Regions from separate parts of the Mus musculus genome. Here all the other regions are linked to region 2. A link is a contact called in public Hi-C data. All regions are on one chromosome and are shown on one strand. Each heading gives the region's core, a stretch centred on a gene start, on an enhancer-like site or on the middle of the called end of the contact. The rest is flanking DNA. Distances are from core to core; before and after follow the strand shown.

Evidence for each region. Hi-C and Micro-C count contacts between places; a contact is called where the count stands out from the background.
Region 1: a contact with region 2 is called in a Hi-C map of bone marrow-derived macrophages, with 16 read pairs. The contact joins two enhancer-like sites. A contact is called at or near these places in 1 of 484 Hi-C or Micro-C datasets (bone marrow-derived macrophages) and 1 of 115 datasets of contacts at active chromatin or transcription factors (acute myeloid leukemia).
Region 3: a Hi-C map of bone marrow-derived macrophages shows a contact between it and region 2, with 16 read pairs. The contact joins two enhancer-like sites. A contact is called at or near these places in 1 of 484 Hi-C or Micro-C datasets (bone marrow-derived macrophages) and 1 of 115 datasets of contacts at active chromatin or transcription factors (fibro-adipogenic progenitors).
Region 4: a Hi-C map of bone marrow-derived macrophages shows a contact between it and region 2, with 11 read pairs. The contact joins two enhancer-like sites.
Region 5: a Hi-C map of bone marrow-derived macrophages shows a contact between it and region 2, with 13 read pairs. The contact joins two enhancer-like sites.

Annotation. Positions count from the first base shown.
Region 1 is chr8:127,779,929-127,782,628 of GRCm38.p6, forward strand. No RefSeq gene overlaps it. Among named protein-coding and RNA genes, the nearest start is that of Gm32590, 24 kb to the right of the region's middle. Within about 2 kb of position 1,278, at least 6 of the 459 cell types and tissues checked have an H3K27ac peak or open chromatin away from gene starts, as enhancers often do. A contact at or near this core is called in bone marrow-derived macrophages, where this site is marked.
Region 2 is chr8:128,449,438-128,452,137 of GRCm38.p6, forward strand. All of the region lies in intron 6 of Nrp1 (neuropilin 1), which reads left to right. Among named protein-coding and RNA genes, the nearest start is that of Gm32643, 42 kb to the right of the region's middle. Within about 2 kb of position 1,369, at least 40 of the 459 cell types and tissues checked have an H3K27ac peak or open chromatin away from gene starts, as enhancers often do. A contact at or near this core is called in bone marrow-derived macrophages, where this site is marked.
Region 3 is chr8:127,828,176-127,830,875 of GRCm38.p6, forward strand. No RefSeq gene overlaps it. Among named protein-coding and RNA genes, the nearest start is that of Gm32590, 24 kb to the left of the region's middle. Within about 2 kb of position 1,361, at least 19 of the 459 cell types and tissues checked have an H3K27ac peak or open chromatin away from gene starts, as enhancers often do. A contact at or near this core is called in bone marrow-derived macrophages, where this site is marked.
Region 4 is chr8:127,708,180-127,710,879 of GRCm38.p6, forward strand. No RefSeq gene overlaps it. Among named protein-coding and RNA genes, the nearest start is that of Gm32532, 19 kb to the left of the region's middle. Within about 2 kb of position 1,437, at least 10 of the 459 cell types and tissues checked have an H3K27ac peak or open chromatin away from gene starts, as enhancers often do. A contact at or near this core is called in bone marrow-derived macrophages, where this site is marked.
Region 5 is chr8:127,850,964-127,853,663 of GRCm38.p6, forward strand. No RefSeq gene overlaps it. Among named protein-coding and RNA genes, the nearest start is that of Gm32590, 47 kb to the left of the region's middle. Within about 2 kb of position 1,413, at least 3 of the 459 cell types and tissues checked have an H3K27ac peak or open chromatin away from gene starts, as enhancers often do. A contact at or near this core is called in bone marrow-derived macrophages, where this site is marked.

The sequences.
Region 1 (2,700 bases), core at 28-2,527, 670 kb before region 2:
CTCAACCTTTTGTGCAAGAACCATTCCCCTTCATCACTCCCCTTTCTCACAACATTTTGATTTCTCTCACACACTACAAAAATCCCCACCACACTTTGTTGTGTGAGCTTTGCCCCATGACTTCCATGTAGCACACCTTCAACCTCATTTCTATGTAGTTGAGCTTGGCTATAAGACAGGGTGCATGCAAATGAAAAGGAGAGAAAGGACCAGAGAATTGGAGGTGTGGTGAGGTCTGATAAGAACCCATGAGTCAGTTTCTTCAATGATGCAGCCATCATATGTTGCCTATGCGCTTATAAGTAAACCTTGACACACACTACAAAGCAACCCCAATTAAACTTATTGAATCATGCACACACAAAGGCATGGAAGCTGAAGTTGAAAGTTGGGAAGAGGAAGAGGGTCATTGAGAACAGAAGAATGATGTCATAATGAAACTCAAGAGCCAAGACAGTTAGGCGGGTGTCTTAGGGTTTTACTGCTGTGAATAGACACCATGACCAAGGCAAGTCTTATAAAAAACAGCATTTAATTGGGGCTGGCTTACAGGTTCAGAGGTTCAGTCCATTATCATCAAGGCAGGAGCATGGCAATATCCAGGCAGGCATGGCACAGGCAGAGCTGAGAGTTTTACATCTTCATCCAAAGGCTGCTAGTGGAAGACTGACTTCCAGGCAGCTAGGATGAGGGTCTTAAAGCCCACGCTCACAGAGACAGACGTACTCCAACAATGTCACACCTCCAAATAGTGCTACTCCCTGAGGCAAGCATATTGAAGCCATGAGCGTGGGTAAACCTACCAAGCTGACAAACATGATCTGAATTGAGTCACTGAGACTTACATGGAGGAAGCAGAGAAGTGACTTCCACAAATTGACTTCCTGACCTCCATACTCATGGTACTTCACATGTGCATACCCCTCCACACACACACACACAAGTAAAAGAAGAGGAAGAGAAAGAAGAAGGGTGAGGAGAAGGGAAAGGAGGAGGAGGAGGAGGAGGAGGAGGAGGAGGAGGAGGAGGAAAAAAAGGAGAAAAAGGAGGAGCAGTTGTGCTTTAGCTAAGGGGAAAACTAAGTTTCTGAGGTTAAAGATCTTCTATGACTCACAGAATAATCCCAATAAACTTCAGCTGACTGATACCCTCACCTTACAATGTAGTGATTATGAAGAATCCATCTCCAGGAAGTTGAATTTGACTGGCCCAAGGCCAGACAGCCAGTAAGGAAGGGATCCAGGAACTGAACAGAAGGAAGTTGGCCCTGGCAGCTGTGGTCACCATCATCTGTGCTCTACATTTACACCCAAACCATTCATTTTTGCCTGACAGCTCTCTTCCCCTGGGCCAATCTGCTGGAAATTCCCAGTGCTAACCACGTGCATGAGTGTTTTTTAAGTCATCCTTCTTGTGGGTCCTTGGGTGATATCACTTAATTTTTGATATTTTAAGAACTCTTTAGAAATCACATCTAAAATGCAGATTTGAGCTGGAGATGTAGCTTAGAATGTTTGATCAGCATGTGGAGTAGACCTAAATTTCATCCTCAGAACCATAGAAACTGAGTGCGGTACCCTTATAATCCCTACAGTCTGGAGGTAGAGGCAGGAAGGCCAGAAGTTCACCTCATCTTTGGCTACATCAATAGTTCCAGGCCAGCATAGCATATATGAGATGCTCTCTCAAAAGTGAAGAGAAATACAGATTTCCATTCTCAATACCTGAGAGAAGAGGATTTAAATGTTCTAAGAGGGGTCCCGAGATCTAGTGACTCTTGGTCACTGTGCTTTTGATGTCTCTGATCCTCTTGCCCTTGGTGGCCCCACTTCTATTGCAGAAGTACTGCACTTTGTTTTCTGGCATTACTGGGCTTTTCTGCTGGAGACTCCCTTCATGATGAATCTTCACCCTTGATAGTAAAACATCACTATAGTAAAACCACTCAATAGCTCTACACCTGGAGGTTGTGCTGTTCCTTTTGGAGAGCATCTTGACAATCATCATCTGATTAACAAATCACCTATGCTTTTAAATACAGAAGCAAGAACTTTATGAGTGCATTATGCTTGAACATTTTGTTTGAACCTTTCTTAATTAGCGTAATTACTAAAATATGTGCCAGGACATGATATTTTAAAAGTGAGGAACCACTTTTAAAGGGAAAACTTGGGCTAGAAAACATGATAGGATAGAAAGATGTAGTTCAATGGAAGCATGTGCTTAGCATCTATGGAACTTTGGGTTGGGTCTTCAGAACCAAAGTGTATATATAGATACACAAGATTGAGGTGGGTTGCATTTATACCAAGTATCTGCTGTGCAATACAACATATATTGCTAGACTTGAACAGATTAGCAATCGTCTTCTGATTAACAAATCACCCATGCTATGAACTTCCTTCTTTAACTTTTAAAAAACCTTTTATTTACTAATCTCTTGATTCCCCATTTGTACTGTAGCTTGTGACCTTCCTAACAATTTAAGCAAACAGGCAAAGTGATCAGTGCCATGATTCTTCATGATAAAGCACTGCCCAGGAGTTTGAGTAAGACCCAAGAGAGTTGGTAAATGCCATAATACCGGAATGAAGCTATGGTGGTAATTTCACAGTGAGTTCATCTGATGTCACTTGGACCCCCTCTATCTAATTCCTCAGTATAGTGGCAAAACCAATGACATAAATGTAATACATGGAA
Region 2 (2,700 bases), core at 119-2,618:
TGTGTGTGTGTGTGTGTGTGTGTGTGTGTGTGTGTGTGTGTTGGAGTCTGAAGACACCCTTGTTCTCTAAGTAAAGTCTGCCAAAAGATAAAAGACAGAGGAGCAATATTAATTTCTGGTAGGCAACTGGGTAAGATTTTGCTATTCCTTTTGCCTCTTTCTCATGAACCCTGACAAAGAACCAAGTGGAACTGCTTACTAGTCAAGGACTAACTCACAATTAAATTTTTGTTTTTAAGTTGGTTCTACTGGTTTGTGGGTTAACACTAGAAGAGTGTCAAGGAATCAGATCCAGCTGCAACCGGAACTTGGTTTTCTCTTAACTATGGTCAGAAGGATTCATTCACGTGTCTAAGATTACCAGAGAATGTTGGATCTTTGTCTTGAACTTTAAAAAAAAATCCATAACTATCAGCTTATTCTTCCACCATATAATAATATTCAAAGTAAACTCTTCCAGTAGCCTTGTGTGCAGTTTAAAGTAATCAACAAGGTAGTCACAGATGGCCTCATATTTCCCATAACTGCACAAAATATTTAATTTCCAAAAAAAAAAAAAGCTGTTGGATTATATTTTTGCTGCCACCGAACTTGAAGACCAGCATGGGGTGCCTTGAGCCACACAGGGTGACTCTGGACCAGGGAATATGACAGTTTGTTTCTCAGTTTATTTATCCATAAAATTTTCCTTGTTTGATAGGTGGTTTGAAGGAGGTAACACATTTAAGTTTTACCCTTAAATTAAATACCCTAAACACAGAGGCTGCATTGCAGATTTTCTATTAAAAAGAACAATTTTAGTTATCAGCATTTTTCTAAATAAGACAATAATCGTGACAAAATAATATAGATAAAGAATTATGTTATTAACCATCAGAGGATTATGTTATTAACCTTAGGTGGTTGTGTTCTGATTAGCATCTATAAAAAGCCAGAGATCCTGAGTTTCAAGCAGACAATGGTCAGATGCTGTGAATCAGCCCACTCAGCCTAGAATAGCTGAGGTCTACATGCCTGGCTAGGTCAGAAAACATGTGTTTTATCTAAGGAAATGAGACAATTACTTAAAAATATTTTCTTTAGCTTTAGTATCAACTGATGAATTAAACAGCCTTGAGTCATCAGAGATGTTCTGAAGAAAACCTGCCATGTCTTCCCCTCACAAGCAGACTTTCCGGTTTTTAATCAGACCTCAGTTCTTTGTCCTTTATTTTCTCAGGCTGTTGTGCTGGCCTGCCAGGGGAGCATTAAAAGCTGATAAATGCTCCCTTGCCAATGCTCACTCACGGGGCCGTATTTTATTGAGCAAGGCAGATTTTCATTTTGGAAATGAGGTTTTCCACATTACATTACCAATGGCCGGTTGTGCGCAGTCATGGCAAGCAGCGGCAAGCATTTCATGGCTCAAAGGCTACGAGCTGTGTGATTTACTATACAATGCTGAGAAATGCTGCTTCGTCCTCCAGTGATCCTCAGTAAAATGTGGGCCTTTCCTTGCCTCTCTGTATCTGGGGAATGTGTTTCCTGTTATTGTGAAGACAATGCCTTTGGCCGTAAAGTGTTTATTCTTGTAGATACCTGAACAGAAAGAGCAAGGAAGGAGTCAGGGGACCCCTGCCTTCCAGGGTCCCCAGCAGTAGGACCAACGCTGCTCCCTATCTCACACCTACAAGGAAAAGCTGGTGATTTCTTTGTTTCTGCCTGATAGCTCTTTGTTCAAAAATAAGATATGGTGAGAGAATCTAGACTCTTTGAATTTTATATCAATGTTGGAAACAGTGTCTTATTGAGTCACTTATGTCCACTGAGCTGTGAAAACTGGCTCAGGAAGCAGCCACTAGAACTCCAAAGTCTGATGAACTTCTGAAGATAGTGTACATACCACTGGATACTTTCCAGATGTTGATGTGTGTCATACCCCCAGTGGGAAGTGCTCAACGAGCTGAGAAAACCATTTGATGTTCAATGGCACATGTGCCTACCCCCACTCCATATCCCTCCCCACCATCCCTCATCACAGAATTCCTCCAAATTCAGACCTGAAAACACATCCATCTTCCAGGCAAGAATATGACAGCTAGAAAGTAAAGATATACTCTAAAACTCCGAAAGTTAAGGATATTCTACAAACTCAGAAAGTAAGGACTCTCAAATAATCAGGAGACAGTGAGAGAAGAGAAGTTGCCTGGGTTTGGGAAGCATATTACCTGATCGTAGTACCTGTGAGCCTAAATATCTGTGGGGAAAGAGAGCAACATGCAGGAAAGGAACCCTCCAGAACACAGCGGGGGTGCACTGTGGAGAACTTCCCTGAACAGTGCTGGCTTCTCTACTATTCCTGCTGTTTGTCTTAAGTGTACCATTCTTGTGGCCTGGAATAGAAGGTGGGTGAAAGCAAAGCAAAGTCCGGACATGGACGAGGATGGATCTGGAGATTCTACATTATCTCCACAGCTGCTGACCACTGCCTTCCAATTAGTGTCCTTCAGAGTCCACGCATTTAAGACCAACAGTGTCTGCTAGTGTGAGAAGCATAGCTGGCTACTTGGTGCTGACTGTTTCATCTTTACAGATCTTCATGGTCAATTCTGCTCTTCCTGTGTGCCCCACTCCCTTCCTCTTCCTGTCTACTTGCAGAATCCTACTATAGAATCTTTGCTACACACTTGGACATCACAGTCAGCTGTGAAATGTCTCCCC
Region 3 (2,700 bases), core at 111-2,610, 620 kb before region 2:
CAGATGATGTGGAAGACAGATGTTTCTGTAGCCATATCCATACACTTTAGGATGTATCAAACACGCGAAGGAAGAGTTATTGTTTTATCTGTGCATACATTCAGAATTTGGGCTTAGTTTGAAGGGCGAGGCGCAGAGAAGCTGCTTGCCCATGGAGAACAGAATATTTTTTTTTCTTATCTCTGTGCTTGTCCCTGTTTCTGCTTATTGCTCCATTTTTCTCTCCCTCTTATGAGAAAAATAGCTCAAACCCGAGATGTTTTCACTGCCTTGGCTTTTCTCCTTAGTATAGATGGCTGAGCTACGAGCTACCAGCTATTTTAAGTTGCTTCGGTTTTGATCAGCATTGCCTTACTTAGTTCCCCAGCATTGGTACAAATACCTGAGACAATGAACTCAAAAAGAGAAAAGGTTTATTTTGACTCAAGGTTTTATCTGGCCTAGCTCATGAACAATTGACCCTGTTGCTTTTGGGGTTGTAGTGAGAAACTCATCAAGGTGGGATTGTGCTACTGAATAGCACCCCTTATCTGATGATCAGGAAGCAAAAGAGTGAAACAGATAAGGGCTAGAGTCCCATTATTACCCTCTGCACAGCGCGCGCGCGCGCGCACACACACACACACACACACACACGGGGCTAGGGTCCCATCACCTTCTAAACAGCACACACATAACAGGGACTAGGGTCCCATTACCCTCTGCACAGCACACAGACAATAAGAGCAAGGGTCCCATTACCATCTTCACATCACACACACACACACACATACTAATCGAAGGACCTCCTTCTATGCTCTCACTCTTAGAGGTTCCACCAACTTCTAATAGCTCCTCTGGGGGCAGGGTGCATTACACAAGGAACTAAGCAGATGTTTAAGATCCAAACTATAGTAAAGATTTTGGTTTCATGTAAACCCTGTAAACCACACCATTAGGATGGTAACTCAAATCATATGTATGGATTTTTTTCTTTCATAAGGAATCCAATACTTGGGGTCCAAAGACAATTCTCTGTACTCCATAGTATCCCAGGTTGTATTAAACTATCTTTTCTCTAGCAGTAACTTCTACATAGAATCATGGCATGTGCTGGATATTTCTACCTGACAGTATTTATATTCCAATAGAAGGGTAAATGAGCTCCCAGAATCTCGCTCTTTAAATTTGAGGTTCGAATAATTTGTTTTGATAAGGCTCAGAGTGAATCATCCTGACACTCAAACGCTGATGGCTATCACAGTAGCAGTGCTTAGGGGTAGGATCTGTGGAAAACAACCAGATTGCCAGGCTCAGATGTCATTAAGGGAGCAGTCTGTTGATGAGTTCAAAGCTACACAGGGAGGTGGTGGAAACTTAGGGAAGTGGGACCTCATTGGAGGAAGGAGAAGAGTGTTTGAAGGGATTATTTACTTCTGGTGTTTCTCTACTCTTCTCATTCCCTCAGCCTCCTCCTCTTCTATTTCCTTTTCTCTTCCTCTCCCCTCCCCACCTCTATTAATCTCCCACTCCCTTCCTTTCTCTGTCTGTGTAAGGGGACCAGTCTCTACCACTACTCCCTCATCCTTCATGTTCTGCTTGACACCACACCCCAAAACTACTAGGCAACTATGGACTGGAAACTATGAAACTATGAGCTCACATAAACTTCTCTTTCCTTTAGGTTGTTGAGCTGAGGCATTGTGTCACATGATGGAAAGCTGACACAAGATCAATGTGAAAAAACAAATTTGCCACACAGATTTTTGGTTCCTCTCCTCATCTGTAGAACAGAAACCAAGCTCTGGGAAGCCTCACAGACTGTGAGATTATTTCTATAACAGTCCTGTTGGCCAAAGAGAGAGTCTGCTCATTTGTTCTGCAGCATGCTTTATTTTATCCGTGGACCTGGTAAAGATAACCATCCTAGCTATCTCTCACTATTTCTTCCCCTTAGAGTAAGCTTTCTTATTAGTGCAGATAAACTCACTTAAACAGGCTTGGGGAGAAATGTGAGCCACCATCTATCTGTTGGCCTATCACTACCACTAAGTGTTTATATTAAATCTTTCCAATGCCACCAGCTCCTGACTCCCCCTCCTAACCTTCCACTATGCAAATCTTCTTTCTTGTGGCATCCAGGACATTTGGTGTTCTGTACTGGGATATAGTGATTCTCTGATGGCCAGAGGGGAGCTCTGTCATCTGAAAATGAGGGCATAGGATGGAGGAGAGTGTGCCTTAAGGATCTGGATCCAGATCCATCTTCAGAGAGGCCTGCCAAGCCTCAACATTTGTTTTCAAGTGAGAACCACTGAACGTCTTCTTGAACAGAGCATGGGGTCATCTGGGAAGCTGGAGTGTTATGGTTGGAGGGTCCAATGCTGTACCCAGTTTTTCTAAAGCTGTTAAGACTTCTGTTGGTTCAGGGAGAAGATCAGAGTGGACCAGCTGATGATATGCAGCTGTGCAGAGGCCCCCATCTCCTCTCAGATGAGAAATGCCCATCCAAGGGAAACATCAAACCAGCCTAGCTTAACGGGTACAGTGCTTGCCTAGCATGGTAATGACCTGTGCCCCTCCTCCAGGGCCACATAAACCAGTAGGTTGTTCTGGCATGCATGTAATCCCCAAACTGAGGAGGTAGAGTCAGGTACATTGCAGGGTTGCATGACAGTTTAGCCTAATAAAAGGGGGGGGCGGGATAATGGGAAAGGTTTA
Region 4 (2,700 bases), core at 187-2,686, 740 kb before region 2:
GCGTTTATGTAGAAACGGCCCCGCCTTTCCTGATGCATCTACCTATTTATTTTGTCAGTTTGCTTTTGTAGCTCCAGCTGGGCTTCAACTTACTGTGAATTCAAGGGTAATCTTGAACTGACTCTTCTGCCTGTACCTCCTGAGTGCAGATACTACAGGCATGCTCCATTATGTTCAGCTTCACAAAGTGCTGGGGATGGAACCCAGAGCTTTGTGAATGGAACCCAGAGCTTTGTGAATGGCAGATCCGTGCTTTACACACTTAGCTACAATTCCTAGCCCTAAACAACAATTTCTAAAGCCAAACATTCTAATTAATATCAACCAAAGTTGCTCTAATTTTGTATCTAATTGCTGAGGAATTATAGGAAAATATTAAAAGCTTTTGGTTTTATAATTATACAATTATATTTCTCTAAGAGGTGAAAACTGTATTTATACATTGAAAATGCTGCAATCTATAACCCATAATAGTCTGAAAATCTGATCGGACTCATTTTGGGGCATTTGCTGCTGTTTCAAGGTAGCATGACAAATATGATGTAGGTTGTGTGTTCTGCAAACAAAACTGCACGGTACTGACGTGGCTTAGGGAAATGCTGGCAGCAACACCTCCGATTAGAGTTTGGATTAATTTTAGTTGTTGTATATTAGGAAATATTTTACTGTGACCACCATGTTCAGGCCTACAGACAAAGAGGCAAAGAAAGAGACACCTAAATGGTAGATGGGTAATAGGTGGGTGACTGAATAAATGCTAAGTGGATGAATACACAGGTAAGTGAAACAACACATGTATGTTTACATGTACAGATGGGTAGACTGGTGGATGGTGGACAGGTAATGAATGGGTAGATAAGATAGACAATAAAGATTACATGGGTCACAATGAAGTGACTCACGCACCATGGACATTAAGAAGTCCCATAGTGTTAGACTTAAGATGCAGTCAATCAAGGGCTCCAAATTCAAGGCTCAAGTATGAGTCTGAAGAATAAAGGCCCAAAATTCCAGCTTAAAGGCCATCAGGTAGAAAAAAGCAATTCCTCCATGGTCAGGTTTTTGTTCTTCTTTCTAGTTAGACCTTCAGTGGATTAGTCAAGGCCCCTCACATTCAGAGGGGCAACCTGTTTTCCATCATTCTGCTGATTCAAATGCTAATCTCATAGAGAAATCTCTGACAGACATACCCAGAATAGCATTGACCAAATGTCTGAGTACCCTACGGCCAAGTCATGTGGACATACGGACTCTCCATCCATCACAGAGATTAGATACCTGTCAAGGGAGGCTTGAATTTGCCGATCGATAGCAAGATGATGGCTGATGTTATCCAAATCCATGATTTTTTATTGTAGCTGTTACTGTTCAGCAAATACCATGCTTTCTTCAACGTCCCATGTAAGGGTTTGTTCCTCTTCTTGTGGAGCCCAGCTTGAGGTTATGACTCAGGATCCTGAAACCAAGAACATGACCATTGGGTGGGGATACTGTCCACCATCAGTCCCGTCACGGATGCCACAGAAGCCACAGATTGGAGAGGTGAGGAGCAGATTTCACATTTTCTTTTTAATCCTTCCTTTAAAATTGTACCTTATTTTATGTAGCAGTCTTTGGGCTGTTAAGTGGGCCAATTAATCTCATTTGAACATTTTATTCAATACAATTACTTAGCAATTGAATTGTGGTCTACCAAAATCCCCATTACTTTAAAAGGCACTTAGAATGAGAATCAAGACTCCCTGGCTTTCATGACTTCCGTGCCCTTCCGTGTCCTAACAGTCCATCTAAGTATTGCCAGCTTCCTTGGAACTTCAGGACCTGAAGTCTCAGCAAGCTTAACTAGCCCAGTTTATTAAGATAGGCTTTCCATACTTTTCATGGACAGGGTGTGGTCCCTCTCTTTCTTTCTGGCTCTGAGACCTTAGCAACAAGGCTCAGATTGCATCTTACAGCTGATTGCAGATTCTCCAAGTCAGTCAAGCACTTAGTATTGAGTTATCACCCAAGCCTGACTCCTGGAAATAGGCATTGATCCTGTCCTTAAATGTGGCACTTTCTGTTCACCCTGTTTTCCAGGGTGCTGGGCTTCAATAACATAGAGGTGTCCTCCTTACTCAGCTCTGGGCTATGACCTGTGAAGCTTACTACACAGTCCTAAGAAACCACAGCTAATATCTGCAAGCCCAGTTCTGGTGATGATCTCTTTCAGAATCAACGCTGGTGAAGGTCTCCGAAAGCTATCAATGCAACTTTATGAAAGGATGAATGTAAACAATAATCACTATTTAAAAATATTTTACAAGCATGTTTTCTTTGGACAAAATTGTTTGGTTAATTATTGAAGTGAAAGTAGAAAGTAGAGGATTTAACCTCTTGTTCTCATAGTGTCAACTTCCATTTCAGACAGACAGATAAACTTGTGCTTTAGCCTCCATGGGGTGCCTTCTGCTGTCATAGCAGGATTATGCAAAAACATCTAACATCAAGCCCCCTCTGCCCACCCTACCCCCCATGCACACAGTACTTTCTACAGCATGGCCACACAGCAGTATTTGTCCTCTGGAAATGTAGCATTATTTTACCACTTTTGAAATGCTGGCTGGAGATAGGATGCACTCCCTCAGAATAGTAATGTTAATAGTCAGTAATATATAGAGTATGTATATATATATATATATATATATATATATATATATA
Region 5 (2,700 bases), core at 163-2,662, 600 kb before region 2:
GACCTGGCTGTCCAATACATGGCCTTTGGGGACACATTCCACCCATAGTGGCCCACCATATGGCTTGTCTTGAAGAGTACTCCATGTGTACTTAGGAAGTATTTGTGATCTGTAGTTATTAGGTAAGCAAATAGATTAGCAGAATTTGGCGATAGGGGTCTCGAGAGTGAAGGAAAAAGCGAGGCCCAGTGTAATTTAGCTGAAGAAATCCTAGCCTCATTCTCTGGGGCTCCAAGCAGTTGGGTGTATCTAGTACTTTCAACTGGCTTGGATTTAGAGGGTATTATTTTTGGGAAAGGGAAGCTCTGAGGAAAAAGGCTGAGTGGGTCAGCAGAGCTGGTCACCTAAATGGTGAAATATTGGATGCTGATCTCAAAGTCCCTGACATAAGGCAAGCAGGAAGTCACATGCTTTGATGTCTATTACTCACACTAATATTGTTTTTGAGATAAAATTACATCAGTTAGACCCAAAACAGAAGAACTCAAAAGAAATCCTCCTAAAGAGATGAATTAAACAATATTGAAGGCAACTCCAGGGAAGCCAGGCTAGCAAGGGTCTTAAAGGACTGACTCTTGTCTTGAGTGTCCAGGGTGGAAGGTTGTAATGCGACCCACACTCAGAGAGGCAAGAGACACTGCTTTGATAAAGCCTTAGAACAGTGGTTCTCAACCTGAGGGTCATGACACCTTTGGGGTTGCATATCAAATATTAACATTATGATTCATAACAGTAGCAAAATTATAGCTATAAAGTGGCAGTGAAATAATTTTATGAGCAGGGAACAGAACGAATTAAGCATTAAGAAGTTTGAGAACCATTGTCTTAGAAGAATGGGGAACCCCAAAAGGGACATAAGAAGAGAATATGTCTTGATAAATATTTTCAAGATCTTTACATTACTAAAGTATGAAGTGGCCTATCCCTGCCCATATCCCCCAACTTTTGGGGCTCTGGGTCAAGTGCTAAGGGTGAGGTGTCAGTGAAAATGGAGAAACAAAAGTGTCAAGAGATACCAGTTCATTTGGATTCATTCATAGCACACAGGACAGTGAGGTAGCAGGGATATGGCAGGGCTGATGGATGCAGGAGGGCACAGCGACTGATTTTCTCATTGGTCCCCTTCACTTCCCCAAGCTAATGTTTCCTTGAGACTGATGCTTTTCTTCTAGTTATCCTGCTGGTGTGATTCATAGGCAGTACCGTGCTCTCCCATCTCTACAAGCTCTTATCTTCTTCCCAAGCTGCTAGTACTGTAACGTTTTTGCTGGGAAATTGACTATTAATATGGAAGGATTTAGTAACAGCAAGAAGAGAAAGAGACAGTTGAACACTTACTTAGCCTCTGTGATCATTAAATTGGTTACAGTAGTACAGCAGAGGTTCAATACAGGAACCATGGGATGGCCCAGGCCTTTTGAGGAACTGAATAGGCTTGGCTTGGAGAAGTGGACAGAACATCTTGTGTGTGTTTATGTGGAGGCCAGAGGTCAAACTTAGGTATCATTCTTCAGGAGCTTGCTTCTTGAGACAGGAATGCTCTGACTCAGTTAGACTGACTAGCCTGAGAGTCCCAGTGACCTGGGACTGTCTCTACCTGCTCAGCAATTGAATTGTGTGTGTGCCACCAAAATGCAGCTTTTACACAGGAGTTTTTGGAATTGCATTTAGTCTTTGTGTTTGTTTGGCAAGTGGTTTTTCAACTGAGCATTTTTTTCAATTTTAATGTTTTATTTCTTACTGCTTTGTTGAACTTAGTTGGTCTATTTTTTTTCTATGGAACCTTCAGGAATTTCTGCATGTAAGATACATCATCTTTGATCATATTTTACTATTTGAATGCATCTTCTTTTCTTTTCTTTTCTTTTCTTTTCTTTTCTTTTCTTTTCTTTTCCTCTCTTTTCTTTCTTTTTTTTTATTGGTTATTTTATTTATTTACATTTCAAATGTTATCCCCTTTCCCTGTTTCTCCTTCACAAACCCCCAACCCATCCCTCCTCCCCCTGCTTCTATGAGGGTGCCCCCCCCACTCCCACCTCATTGCCCTAGCATTCCCTTACACTGGGGCATAAAGCCTTCACAGGACCAAGGGCCTCCCCTCCCATTCCCTGGGAGCTCTGGGAGCAGGGGTCTGGTTGGTTGATATTGTTGTTCTTCCTATGGGGTTACAAACTCCTTCAGCTCCTTCAGTCCTTCCCTAACTTCTCCACTAGAGTTCCCGTGCTCAGTCTGATGGTTGATTTTGTGCATCCCCATCTGTATTTTAACCCAGAATTGCTCCTGTCTAAAGGAAATGCAGGGAAAAAGAGTGGAACAGAGACTGAAGGTTACGGCAGAGCCATTCTGGAGACAGCTATATCAGGCTCTTCTTGGTATCAGCAACCACTTATTGATATCAGCAATTGTGCCTGGGTTTGGTGTCTGCATATGGGATGGATCCACAGGTGGGGCAGTCTCTAGATGGCCTTTCCTTCAGTCTCTGTTCCACTCTTTTTCCCTGCATTTCCTTTAGACAGGAGCAATTCTGGGTTAAAATTTTGGAGATGGGTGGGTGACCCCATCCCCTCAACCGGGGCCATGTCTAACCTCAGGATATGGTCCCTACAGGTTCTTTTTTTCCCCTTTGTTGGATATTTCAGCTAATCTCATCCCCATTGGATCCTGTGAGCCTCTTGCTTTCCTGGCATCTGAGACTTTCTA